3 separate regions of the Zea mays genome follow, and all the other regions are linked to region 3. The links are chromatin contacts, called in public Hi-C maps. All regions are on one chromosome and are shown on one strand. Each heading gives the region's core, a stretch centred on a gene start, on an enhancer-like site or on the middle of the called end of the contact. The rest is flanking DNA. Distances are from core to core; before and after follow the strand shown. Region 1 holds the start of LOC100283191 (pinin/SDK/memA/ protein conserved region containing protein). Region 2 holds the start of LOC100283054 (gtk16 protein). Region 3 holds the start of LOC103643866 (protein OPAQUE10-like).

Region 1 (4,619 bases), core at 803-3,302, 220 kb after region 3:
TTCATCAAAAAGACATGAAATCTCAAGTGCAGAAGGAAAGGCGGATCGTGCCGTATGCTGGTCAAGTTTAGGAGCTTTCGGCGTGAAAAGGCTTATGCTCCGTTTGGATGTCGATATTGGAGAGGATGGAATTGAATTGAGTTGAATATCAAATCATGCATGGTATTGAAATGAGATGTAATTCCAATTCTATTGTTTGGATCTCACTTAATTGGAGTTTGGAATTGTGCGGTCTAATTCCATGCAATACCGAGGAGTGAGGTTTTGTATTGGGAGAGGGGGTTTCTAGTTATAGTCCAATTTCAGATAATTTAGCCTCTAATTCCAAATCTCAATTCCATGTGCAACCAAACAACAAAATTTAGGAAAGGTGATTCCAATTCACAATTATATGCTCCAATATCTACATCCAAACGGGGTGTTAGGTTTTTTTCAGCTAGTTCAGACTGCGCGCTGCTAAGGTCAAGGGCCATGTACAGGAGCCCTTTTTTGCATCTCCTGTTCTTGTTAGCAATTAGCATGGTATGTGTTTCGTAGGTGCTGGGTTTACCCACCTGATGGTTGTTCCCTGGGTGAGCAGTAGAAGGGTGGTTCGTTTAGTTTCGCGTTGCATGAAAGTTAGAATAAGGGCCTGTTTGTTTACCCTCAAGATTATATAATCCAGCTTAAATAAGTTGAGAGGTAAACAAAGAATCTAAATTATTATGTGAATTATGTAATCTAGATACCTAGATTATGATAATCCATAAGCAAGTCAATAGGTGCTTATATAATCTATAAGCTGGATTATAAATCTTGTAGGGAAACAAACAGGGCTTAGAGCATCTCCAAGAGCTCTCCATAAAACGACTCCTCAAAATCAGTTTTAAGGGACATCTAAATAATAAGTGGGGGTAAATTTTAATCCTTTCTCCAACAGATCCCTTAAATCAGCAGTTTGTTTCTGGGGAGCCCAAAAAACCCCTCATTTGTAGCTACAAATGAGGGAGTTTTAAGGGCTATGAAAAAATTGGGGGCGCTTTAGGGGAACTGTTGGAGACATGTTTTTGTGTTTTTCCCAAAAAAAAAAATAGATTTAGGGGAGACTTCTGGGGAGCTTTTGGAGATGCTCTTAAAAACCTTGTAATTAAACCTTGTAATTTCGTTACATGGTAAAGAAATTCGGTTTTACCGATGTGGAAAAAACTGAGGAGTCGTACCCAACTTTCATAACCGAGACATACTACTTACTTTGTGAACATGAAGGGGATGAGGTGGCCGAGGTGCAGGGCCTCCGACGAGGGCCCCCTCCCCGTGTAGAGGTAGAACTTCTGCCCGTTCTCATACAAATCCAGTATCTCGTTCAAATCACTATAACATAAGAAAAGCACACAAAAATTCGTCAGCACGTCCTCCTACGGGGATAAAAAAAACTAGGGCCTTTTTTTTTTGCGGGTGGCTCGGTACCGGTGGGCGAAGAAGAGGCCTCGGCGGAGGAAGCAGTGCGGTGGTCGGGCGGTGAGGCGTGCGATGCGGTCCACGAGCGCGTCGTCGATGCGCTGGCAGCCGAACTGGTCCACGAGCTTGTCGTAGTCGATGCCGCCCTTCCCCGCCGACACCTCCCACGGATTCACTACCTGCTCCTCCTCCTCCTCTTTCCTCGCGGCGTCCACGCCTTGCTCCGCCGCCGCCGCCGCCGCCGCCATGGCCGCGGACAGATCTATCTCTTGCTTCCCTCCGGCGGCGCGAGGGATTAGCGGCAGGGAGAGTTAAGCCTCGGGCTTGTGGTCTCTGACGTATGGGGCCCGCAAACAACAAGAGGCGATGGAGGCTTGTCGTCGTGGCTTCCGCGGGTCTTGGGTGTGCCCGGCAAATTGTTGTCGACCCAGAAACAAATTATTGTCGTCTTTGCTCCTTTGTGATGCACGGGTTCGGGCGTTCGGCCCAGGACCCGCTCCACGCGTACTCCTCACCGTAAAACGATGCAAGATCCAACGGCACATACCACCCCAAAGCCGTCTCGGCAACCCGCACCCTATACTAGGGCACCGAAACCCCCAACCATCGTTCCCAGGTTGCCAATCCGAGCGCAGCCAAACCCAAACCCTCCTCCCTCCCGGCTCTCGACGGGCGACGGCGATGGCCGCCGCGACAGAGAAGACGGCTGAGGACATCCGCCGCGAGCTCCAGGAGCTCCAGCGTCAGCACCGCGAGGTACATCTCTTTCTTTGTCCAGCGCTTCTCGAAGCCCCGAGTCTCCGGGCCGTCTGCCCTGACCTTTTCTCGTCCCCATCAACAGATCACCGAGCGCCTGCGCGACCCCCGTGGCCTTCGCCGCGGCGCCCCCGGCCCTGGTCCTGGACCCGGGGCCCCCCGCCCGCTCCGCGGCTTCGCGAGACCCGTACGCTTCTCCCCTGCACCTCCCTCACGCACCCATCGTTTTGCTTAATGTATTTGTGTACTCGTAACACTTCTTTTTGTCATCAATGTCTCTGATGTAGGCTGTGGGTCCGGAATCGGGGGATCAACCTCCGCAGAAGCGTCGGCTGCTATCAGCCGTAGTTAAGGTATCTTCTTTTTCTGCTTCAATTTCGCTTCTGTTTGCACAGTCTGTAATGGTCTGCTTGTCGAAACAATAAAATTATGTCTGGTTGCTTGACATAACAACTGGAGGTGGATGGGGCTGAAAATAACGAGGAAGGCACAAAGGATGCGGATGCGGAGGGGCATGGGACAGGTTCAGGTGCCACTGAAGGCAGTGCCGGGAGGGGTTTCAACAATGGCGGGTTCAGAAGGGATGGTGGCTTGCGGATGCAGAGGAGAGTGGTGAGTACTTATTAGAACAAAGTGTGGATGTCTTGTGGTTTTGCTATTCACGGTTATATGTCATCTTGTGGAGCTTACCTTGTTTCGTTTGGTTATAGGACTATAATTCGCTGCCAGAGCCAGCTCCAAGGGAGCTTCCCAGGAATGAGGACCCGAATTTGGTGAGAAGAAATAAGAGGATGCTGGGGCAGCTTCTTGTCGGTACATTAGAGGTAAAGCAATTCTTTGCATAATGATGAATCTGTACTCCTGCAAGAATACATATTGACCTAATGTGGCTGTTCTCTATTTCTGTCTCATTCCTTGGAAAAACTTGATTAGCTTTTACCTGTTCTGTTGGCCAGTGTTAACAAACCTGCCAGCTGGGTATCAACTTAACAAAATACTAAATCCATTTACAGGGTGTTTGGTTTGAGGAACCACTCGATTCTACATTCTAGATGAGGTGGTGGCGTGGTGCATCATGAGTTGATTCCTCAATTTTGGTGGAATGGCTCCATTCCTCGTAATAGTTTTAAATTATTGACTTGTGAGGAATGGGTGATTATGCACCATCCTATTCCATTGCACTAACCAAACAAAAAAAAGTGAGGAATGAGTAGATGATGGACTAACTCAGTCTTAAAACCAAACACCCCATTAGTGTCCTGTTCCCGCAATGTTATATTTATGCCTGTGAGTTTGGTTGCCAATGATACGTACTTATTCCAATCTAAGGAACTTTGCATTGACATGTTGCTACCTAGCATTATTTTATATAGCACAGCCCACCCAATGTCCAGGATTCTCTATCTTTGGATGTTGGGTGTGCCAGTGCCATTGCTTGCACACCTGTCTGGGTTTATACATCATAACATCAGTACATCACTGTGTGAAATTTTGTTTATCTTATTCTACTGCCTGCAATGCAGAAATTTCAACAAGAAGATAAAAAACTATCTAACTCCGAGGCTTTTCTGCGTAGATCAGAGACTCAGCGAAAGGTTTGCTTACTTTTTCCATCAAAGTTAATGGCTGGTATCCAGTAGGGGCTACTTCTATGATGTAATAAGTGCTTCTGTATTGTGATTTTCATATGTGCTTACTGCTTAATCTATGCCAGCACATTTGGTGTTCCTATGGGCACAGCTTCTACTTGTGAAATTTTGTGCAGAGTGCATCCGACATTTGTTTCTGAAGAAACAAAAATAATTTATAACACATAATATATAACAGTAATGTCAATTTTGATGCTAAAATTCATTCGTGCTAAAAAGGAACTTGTTAAATAATGGAACCTTGATATCTGCATGCTCTCATACTTGAGTATACTTAGGACAATACATCATGGAAAAAATATTTACTAATTGTGGCTGAGTGCACACAGTCAGATCTTTAATATTTCCGAGGAATTCTGTGTTCTCTTTAAGTTGTCACATTTCACATATGTAATTGGATGTTATGGAGTGGATCACTAAAATCCATTTAATACTGAAATAATCAATTGGTTTTAGGCTGAGCAAAAGGTCCGCGAAGAAAGTGAAAGGCTGCGACAGAAGGAACGTGAGCAAATTGCAGAGAAGCGTAAGCGTGATATGGTAAGTTTGTTGGTTTGTATTTATCTGTTAGAACCACACATTTCAATTGATATTTACTTTGGAATTATACAATCCTTGATGCTCTTTTTTAGACGCTTCGCGCTCGTGTAGCTGCTAAGGCGGAAGAAAAGAGGTTGGAGCTGTTGTACATTCAGTGGACTGAGCACCATAAAAGGCTGTCCAATTTCTTAAGGTAGCTTTGCTGCTTTGCATCATTCTTCATTTTGAGTTAGACCC
Region 2 (4,059 bases), core at 1,140-3,639, 210 kb before region 3:
TTACAAAAACTTATTAGCAAGCAGCAATATATATGTCCTATTCCAAACTATATCCACTAATTTCATTCTCACCATACTCTACAAAGACAGCAGACATGAAAATTACTCTTCCAAACTGTAAGTCGTTTAAGCTTTCCAAGGTCCATACTTTTTGATATGCACATAGATACATGTTATCGCTATGTCTAGATACATAGTAAAAACCATGTATCTATAACAAAATAAATGACTCACAATTTTTTCTTGTTATTATGATATTATCCACCAAAGGCAACAGAGTCTAAGCCTACCAGAAATCAACTAAAACAAATTGGCTATGTGTTCAGTAATACCTGCACTAGGATTTAAAATTCTGAGAACTGTATGGCTAATAAACTAGTACAAGTAAAATGTTTAAATAGGAAAATAGCATCAGATGCACTCAGCTTGTATCTTAAAAGGGGGGGGGGGGGGGGGGGGGCTGTAATTGAAATGTAGGAGCACACCAGTGTGCTAGATTTTGCTAAATACTTGCAGTGTCTCTTAGGCACCTAATGAAACTGTTAAATTAACCAAAACAAAGCAAAATGAGTATCTGTGTTGTGTAACAAGAAATGTAAGTGAATAACTGAAAGTGTACTATGATTTGGTGAGTGGTTGGCTGGTTGTAGCAGATATGCAAGGTGACACCCTAATACATCAGAACAAATGACAAATTGGTAGTTATTATAACTAATTTACAGTGAGTTCTTCTCTTGTTAAATTAGTAATCCAGAACTGAGGGATAGGAGAAACAATCCTATGATTTAGTTGATGGTGACGGAGGTCAAATGTCTATTCTTAAAAGGGCGTATCCAGTGCCGTAGGCTTCCCGCACTGTGCCAGCTCGGGTTTAAATGTTCAGATTTACATTTCGAATAACCAGCTCGGGTTTAAATATCTATTTAGTATTTACAAGGATAAATCGTGTTATCTTGATGGAAAACTACAAAATAAACCTAGCTCTTGAATCATATTAGATTCAGGATCTTATATTAGTGCCAGTAACTTTACAAGATTCAAATTATTGTATTGGATGCACAACAAAGCCTAAGGAACTCGTACCAAACCTCAACAGGAGGTATGGATAGAATGGGAATATTTACTTTTTTCAACAAAAATGGTAATGGTACAGTAGTCCCAAAAAAAACTGTAACTAGTTAATTTGGTACCACAACAGCATTGGCCAGTGCTTATATTATATCTACAACTAAATACTTCTCTAACATGTAAAACCCAACATAAATGTGGGTAGCATCTTTCTTGTATGGATGATGGTAATGGGAAGCTTTGAAAAATTGACTTGCAAGCCCAATATACTTGCAAATTTCCCCTGCTAAATAACCTGAGAAGAATTATAGTGTTACTGATTACTGAGTACTGACTCCCGAGAGATAGAATTTACAGCAAGAAAGAAAGCCAGTCGCTGTCCACGACATTTACGCTATTGAACTCTGTACAGGCAGTACAGCCAATTAGCTCCTAGTCTTGGCTTATTCCTAACGAGGTTTTGACTTAGACAACGTCTCCCATGTGGAGTCGCTGCAAGATCAGATAGGAAAGGAGCCCTCTTTTGTCCCCTTCATTGAAATTGGTAACCAACATATCAAATGTTCCTAACTGTCTAAATTTGCATCTACTAAAACATAGCTTCAGTATTATTTGACTGAACCATGTGTTCATCTTCGATCTCACGCATCACGAAATCTCACACCTCCATCAAGTTATTCTGATGTTGAAGAACAGCCTAGTCCTCAGAAATCGGCATCCGAAATCACATCCAAAGTAGCACTAATTAATCAATAGATACCATGCTTGCAGCATGATTTACACTACGCGCCTCAGATACGAAATAAGCCTGATCCAAATAAAAGGCCGATCGGGGGAACAAAGAGAAAGCGGGCAGGGATATGCGTACTTGAGAAGGCGGACGTCGGCAAGGCTGCGCGGGAGGCGGAGGATCTGCCCAAACTCGCCGCGTGGCGCGGTGAGGAAGACGCAGAAGATCCCGGCGGTGAAGAGCGCGAGCACGGCCGCGAACGCGAACGCCTCGGACCTCGTCAAAGCCGGGCGCGCCCCTGCGAGCTCGGGCTTGCCCTTCTTAGCGGCAGGAGAGTCGTCGCTGCTGGCGCCGGCGCCCGCCGCCTCGATGTCGCGGCGCGCGAACGGCATGGCCATGCCGGCGACGGCGGCCGCCGCAGCGGGGGTGAGGCGGGGGGCGCGACGCGGAGGGAGCGCCTGGTGCTGCTGCTGCTACTGACGCCGAGGCTACGAGGCATGTCTCGAGGGCGGCCTCATGGGGAGGCGGGCGACGACACCGAAGACAGGAGGAGGTCGGAGACTCGGAGGAGGCCCGGTGCGGTGGTGCGGTGCTATGTTCTGTGCCGCGTCGTGTTTTTTGTTCGGCTTTTTTGTTTTTTTTTCTTTTGGAGGGGGGGCGTGTTTGATCCGGCACGTCGATTGGGTGGGATGTGCCCGGATGTGTATTTTGTCTTTTGACTTGTCTACAGGGCCTGGACTTGGCCCAGTTATTTCCCGGGCCTCTGGTGACCAAGACTTCCTCGTGACACTACGACGACAAGTACAGTATTTTCATCTTTACCTATCTTTACCTCTATAAATACTAGTAGTATGCCCGTATTAACGATACAACGAACCTAAAAGACAATAAAAATTAATTAGGATAATAAGATGTGCAAAAATATGAATATTTGTTTATTATTATTAATAAACGCTGAAATCTTAGTAAGACGACAAATTAAAATGAAGTGAATATACATTAAGGATAATAATTTTCTGTAAAAGTTGAGTATCATTACAAATAAAATCATATTTATCTGATGTGTCTAATAATTTCTTGTATTTCTTCTGGAATGTTGTCTTTGGATTCATTGTCCTTGTACTTCATTAATTCTACTAAAAATTTGGTCCTCAAGACATTCCCATTCTGCATATTCATTATTACATATCATTGAACTCAATTAATAATCAATTATAGAAGAACGATATTGACAAAGTATTGGAACAAATAGGGTACTCACGGTGCAAATGCAGGATAACCTTATACCATTCCAAACGTGCATAAAGTTGATAACAAGAAAGGCGGATAAATCCCTACAAATTAAAATAATATGTTGTTACATATATGTAGACCAAATTAATAAGTTGTTCAGGTTAAAAAAATTACCAGTTTAATGTTCTTAGAACTCATGTTGGTACTATACGACACCACATATAAATATCGTCTTTCCATATAGGATTGGCCAATTCCATGGCAGCATTCATATTATTGCCAATATAATGTATTTTATGGATATAATGCATGTTAGGATCATCACCCTTAAACCATGATGGTATAGGCATGGAGTACATTATATAGATGCTTCTAGTGTCCATGTTAAGTACATATAAGGTGAAGTGACCCAAGAAAGAATCGGACAATAGAATCTACAATTTAAAAAAATAGTTCAAGTAAGAGAAAAAAACAAGATTACAAAAATGATGAAAGAGTATAGCTTACTTGTTTGCAATCTGAAACATCGTACTCTATGGTAGGCCAACATTCTAATAATTTTGCCAACATGTTGATATCTGGCTTTGCACGAAGGCGAGGGTCTCGACCAAATTTAGTTATGGACTACTTTTTGTTAGTAAAATAATGATATAATGAACACACTTATATGAATAAAGACTAATTACTTCAACTTACACAGAACTGTAGATCCATATAGTGGTATTTGTCTTTCAACAAGAACAAGTCATCATTGCATGCGATCATCCGAACAGCCATGTTAAAACAATCTGTATCTATCGGCTTATTTACATCCAATATATCTTTAAGTTTTTTAAGACTTAAAAAATTGGATAGAGTTTAGTGCTCTGAATCCAATGTTTCCTATTAAATGAACATTTGTTTTTATAGTTAAAGCATGAATATTTACCATGCATATATTATATTAAATGAGAATTAACTTATTTTAAATATTTGGCGTTGTCTATCCCCATGATATATGTGCATAACACAAACATCAGTTCTTGTGT
Region 3 (4,423 bases), core at 520-3,019:
AGTCAAATGGTAAAAGGCTTCTGGTTTTATAGTTAGACGGCCAAAATCAATCTCCAACTTCAGCTGAATAGCCAACAAAAAAAAACACTTCTCCCATCGTTGAAGTGTCACGACTACGACTCCGAGCATGAGTGTTGCCGCGCAAAATAGTCGAGTTACGGTGTGGTGCTAGTTGTTTGCGAATTTTATGCACACTTGTGACTTGTCTGTGTCGACCTAGCAGTTGGAGACTTGGAGTGGTGTCATAGGCATTGAGATAAGAGAAAACAACAAAGCCATGGCACTACCATTTGGCAGCAACAGAAAAATAAACTGGTGGTGGTGAGGTGGGCCGCGGTTTAGTGTGGCCCAGCCGCCCAGCGGACGAAGAGAGAATCGAAATAAGGGCAGACATGATCTGAGGTGCATCTCTAATTAGGGCCCCACGAAATTCTCGTGGTCCGTCGGCTTGGTTCTATTGTTTTTTTTCACGAGTTGAGCACTTTTAACATTCTAGCTCGATTCGTTAACCAGCTAGCTCACGAATTAAACGAGCTACCACATTTTAGAAAAAGGAACTATATGCATATTATTTACATAATAATTGATTAACTATATCTATACATTAAATTTGTCTATGCAAATATAACTGTGGGTTAAACTGTTGAACATGTATATTAATTGTGAATTGATGAGTGATGAATTATGTTAATTTGGTATTACATTGACGTGGTCTGTGAAACTATGAGTATAATTATTATTTTCTATTGTTAAATTAGTTTAAAATTAACTAGAAATTGATTATTATATATATATATATATATATATATATATATATATATATATATATATATATATATATATATATATATATATATATATATATATATATATATATATATATATATATATATATATAATCTCTGTCTCACGAGGTAAACGAGCCAACTCGAGCTAATAAACGAGTCGACTCTGTGGCTTGTTAGCTTAACGAGCCAAACCGAGTCAACTTGAACTATGACGAAATATCCAACCGTATCTCCAAGAATGCTTTTTGAAAAAAAAACGCTTCAAAAACTTATTTGGCTTTGTCCCCAATAAAACATGTGTTCGGTAATCGGTATTACCATATGTCACCAGCCTAAATTTATCCTATAGAAGCACCAGTCTAGATTTACGATCGTCTCATTTAACCTGTGAACGCCTTTGGCCATTCTAGTAAGGCAAGGCAGCCCAAGCCACTCCTTGCTAGTCCTGATCGCCTGGGTGGCGGGATGCTTCTCTTTTGTGATTTGAGCGTGGTAGCCAGCCGATGATTTAAATCTATATAGACAAACACACACCGCTCAATAATTTCGTAAGGAACTCGTCTTCTCCTTTCAAGGCGTCGTTGTGTAGCGCAAATGCGCAAAATCCCGTACGCGAGTGCCCCCCGGCCACACGAACCGGATGGCGCATCGGACGCCCACGGTTCGGGCGCGGTCCCTTTCGTCCTGCGTTTTTGTCCGGTTCAGCTCCTGAATGGCTGAATCCCACTCCCGCGAGTCACTCGTGTGCCGCTCGCTGACTGCCCACGTTACGGCCACGCTAGTCCGCGTCGGCGTCGCTGCACCTGCACACGGCAAATGCCGCTTGGCTCGACCCGGAGAATTTACGCGCCCCGCCCTCTGGCCCCTCGGTCTCGGCACCCGCAAACGGGAAAAATCCAATCATGTCCTCGTCGTTCGCCGCGAGAAAAACGCGCCAGTAAATGCGCGCAGGTGCAGCAGCGGCAGCGCCGCGCTCATTCCGGCGCAGCACGCGACACGCGGCTTCTGCCTCGCCTCCACGGCTGCAGCCCGCGCCGCCCACCCCAGGCGCGCGCGCACGCAAACGGCAACGCGTGCTCACGCATCCTCCTCCTCCCGCCGCTGAAGTGGAGTAGCCGAGTAGCAAACTACGGCACACGGCCATGAGCTTGCACGCCGCGCGCGGCGGGCCGCACGAGGATCTGAGCTGGAGCGCCATCGGGCGGCGGGCACCCCGTGACGTGGTGACATTCGGTGATCGAGAAGGAGGCGGCGGGATGAGGAGTGCGCAGCAGGGGCCGGGGGCGGTGCGGGTGGACGAGGCGTCGTCCGCGTCCACCTTCCGTGAGCTCGACGAGGCCTTCCTGCAGGTGAGGTCCGATCCCGAAGCTTTTCTGTTCGGTTGGGGCTCTTGGGGGAACAGGGAGCTAATGGAACAGTGAGTGAGTGTGCTTGCTTGGACCTCCGACCCCCTCGCGGTTTGGTGGAGTGGCTTCCGCCGTGCCTGCTGTTGAGGTGATGGACGCCGTCCTGTATTGGTGCCAGATTATCCAGTGGTTCTTGTCATGAAGGTTCATACGACCCGTTCCCTGTGGCGCTCTTGATTCATCGGGGTTCGCACGCCAGACATCATACCAGAATCCCTTGTCGATGAATTCGATTTTTCTTGCATTACCGAGTAGATAAGATGGCAACATGAACTAAAGAGTCGCCGATTAATTTCTTTGTCGTTACGGTTGCATATGGGTTCAGTTTGGCTGGTTCGTGGTGTCCGGACTCCGGACTTTGTTAGACTGTTGAGTAGAGTACTACTATGGTGCTGTTAAAACTGATGTTTTCCAGATCGATCAGTGGGTAGTAGACTTTCTTTTATAGCTATTTTGCCATTTTTAGTCGTGGTTAATGTCAAAAATGGCATGTGCTTGCTGGACCATTTCTCCGTGTCAACAGAATTAGTAGAATATCACATCGGTGATCCAATCTCTTCCTGACAAAGTTAAGATAAGGGCATGGCAAATGGTCCTTGCTGAGTATAGCTACTTCAATACTACAGGAGACATTGGCCAGTGTAATTTCATTCTCCAAGATGCCTTGGTTTCTCAAAAAAGTATCTGCATTCGTGCATTAAACTCATGTGAGTAAAGATGGCATATACATGCCATTAAATCTGTTAAGTTTTGTTAAAACACAATACAACCTAGTGAGGTATAGCCAATTCAATTGCTATGGTTTATAAATAAGATGCAGTGTATATACAATTATTCCGAGTTACAGCGAAAGAGCTTCTAGCTGAGTTGGCTAGGTGGTCTGAGTAGTACTTCTCAGATCCTGAGTTTAAGTTCCCGTGGGTGCGAATTTAAATCCACTCGTTTGTACCACGACAAAGCACATGAGGTTTTCTCGACCTGTGCGAGAATGTTTTTTTCTTAATACAATGCCCGAGAACTGTATTACTCATATTCTTAGGATGTATAGTGTTTGCTTTCTCCTTTTTGTTGACACTGTCCTTGATTTGGAATGATAAAACATTTTGTTAGTTTTTGTTTCAAAAGAAAACTTGTTAGTTATCCTGCTTCTGTAAACCAGAGACTACACATGCTATTCTAGAGTTTACGTAATCATGTACTTAATTTTTCATCTCTATTTATTTTCACGTTTGTTTCAGACACAAACAAAGATCTGGCTTGGAGAAGTTCTACATCTTAGGTTTGGTGAAGACGCTTTAGTTGCTGATCTTCTTGCTGACGGAGAATTACTGTAAGATCAGTTTCTTCATGAGGCCTCCCTGCATGAATAAAAGTAATTAGCATGTTGTGCTATGCATATGGATATGGCGTCGCTACCAAAATCTTGGATCCCACTGATCTGTATATTTTTTGCTCAGATAGTTTTGGCTCTTTGCAAGTGTCTACTTGCTTGAGCATTATGATGTCAATCAATCAGATAAAAGAATGCCTAGGATAAATGGTTTGTGAAAGAATAGAACTGTTTTATGATTAATTGTGTGCTTCTCTCTCTGATATTTACTGTATTCTGCTGACTTGTTATGTTTGTGCTATTAGGTTTCAAGTTTCCAAGGTATTATGGAAAATGTTACTAAAAAATAACAGAGAACAATTGAAACAATCAAAAGTGTATATTTATGAGAGACTATCCTTCGGTAGAAGTAGTGGAAAATACATGCCCTATTCAAAAGTTGACTCCTTTCTAAAGGTATGGATCTTTGCACATTTTCCTTCTAGACGATTCGGTTCTATTAATATATTTTTGAGCGAAATTCTTGATTTTAACTTCATGTGTTCAATATTTTTGTTAACTTGAAGTGCATTAATTTTGGTAAAAGTGAACAAATACAAATCTTTCAAAACATTTTTCCCATTTGAGGAGCTTGAATGAAGCTTTCTTTCCACGAATGCGTACGAAGCATATTCCTAGCATGAATTCCGTTGCAAGTAGCCAGTCTGATGAGTTTGATCCGTGTAAATTGTCTGTGGTGCATGAAATGCTCTGTCAATACTTGTGCATGAGGAAATCTAAAAAAACTACTATTGAATCTGCTAGTGATGGTGTTTTGTACTACTTCCTTGTGAGTTACATGTGCTCTACTGACTAACATTGCTGCAATGAAACTGAAGAAGCATTAGCTATAGCTACAA

What was found. Hi-C and Micro-C count contacts between places; a contact is called where the count stands out from the background.
Region 1: a Hi-C map of leaf shows a contact between it and region 3, with 2.9 times the contacts expected there. The contact joins the promoter of LOC100283191 here to the promoter of LOC103643866 in region 3. A contact is called at or near these places in 5 of 25 Hi-C or Micro-C datasets (ear, endosperm, leaf and 1 more).
Region 2: a Hi-C map of leaf shows a contact between it and region 3, with 6 times the contacts expected there. The contact joins the promoter of LOC100283054 here to the promoter of LOC103643866 in region 3. A contact is called at or near these places in 6 of 25 Hi-C or Micro-C datasets (ear, leaf and tassel).

What each region holds. Positions count from the first base shown.
Region 1 is chr1:271,330,697-271,335,315 of Zm-B73-REFERENCE-NAM-5.0, reverse strand. LOC100283191 (pinin/SDK/memA/ protein conserved region containing protein) reads left to right here and starts at 2,052. Exons shown (of 10, transcript NM_001156093.2): 1 at 2,052-2,193; 2 at 2,279-2,380; 3 at 2,481-2,546; 4 at 2,653-2,805; 5 at 2,904-3,017; 6 at 3,717-3,788; 7 at 4,299-4,382; 8 at 4,475-4,575. The coding sequence starts at 2,119. LOC100282419 reads right to left here and starts at 1,866. Exons shown (of 11, transcript NM_001155330.2): 1 at 1,447-1,866; 2 at 1,231-1,350. The coding sequence starts at 1,685.
Region 2 is chr1:271,755,801-271,759,859 of Zm-B73-REFERENCE-NAM-5.0, reverse strand. LOC100283054 (gtk16 protein) reads right to left here and starts at 2,389. Exons shown (of 4, transcript NM_001155956.1): 1 at 1,937-2,389. The coding sequence starts at 2,196.
Region 3 is chr1:271,547,615-271,552,037 of Zm-B73-REFERENCE-NAM-5.0, reverse strand. It overlaps LOC103643866 (protein OPAQUE10-like), which reads left to right and starts at 1,769. Exons shown (of 8, transcript NM_001358048.1): 1 at 1,769-2,137; 2 at 3,433-3,524; 3 at 3,830-3,980. The coding sequence starts at 1,931.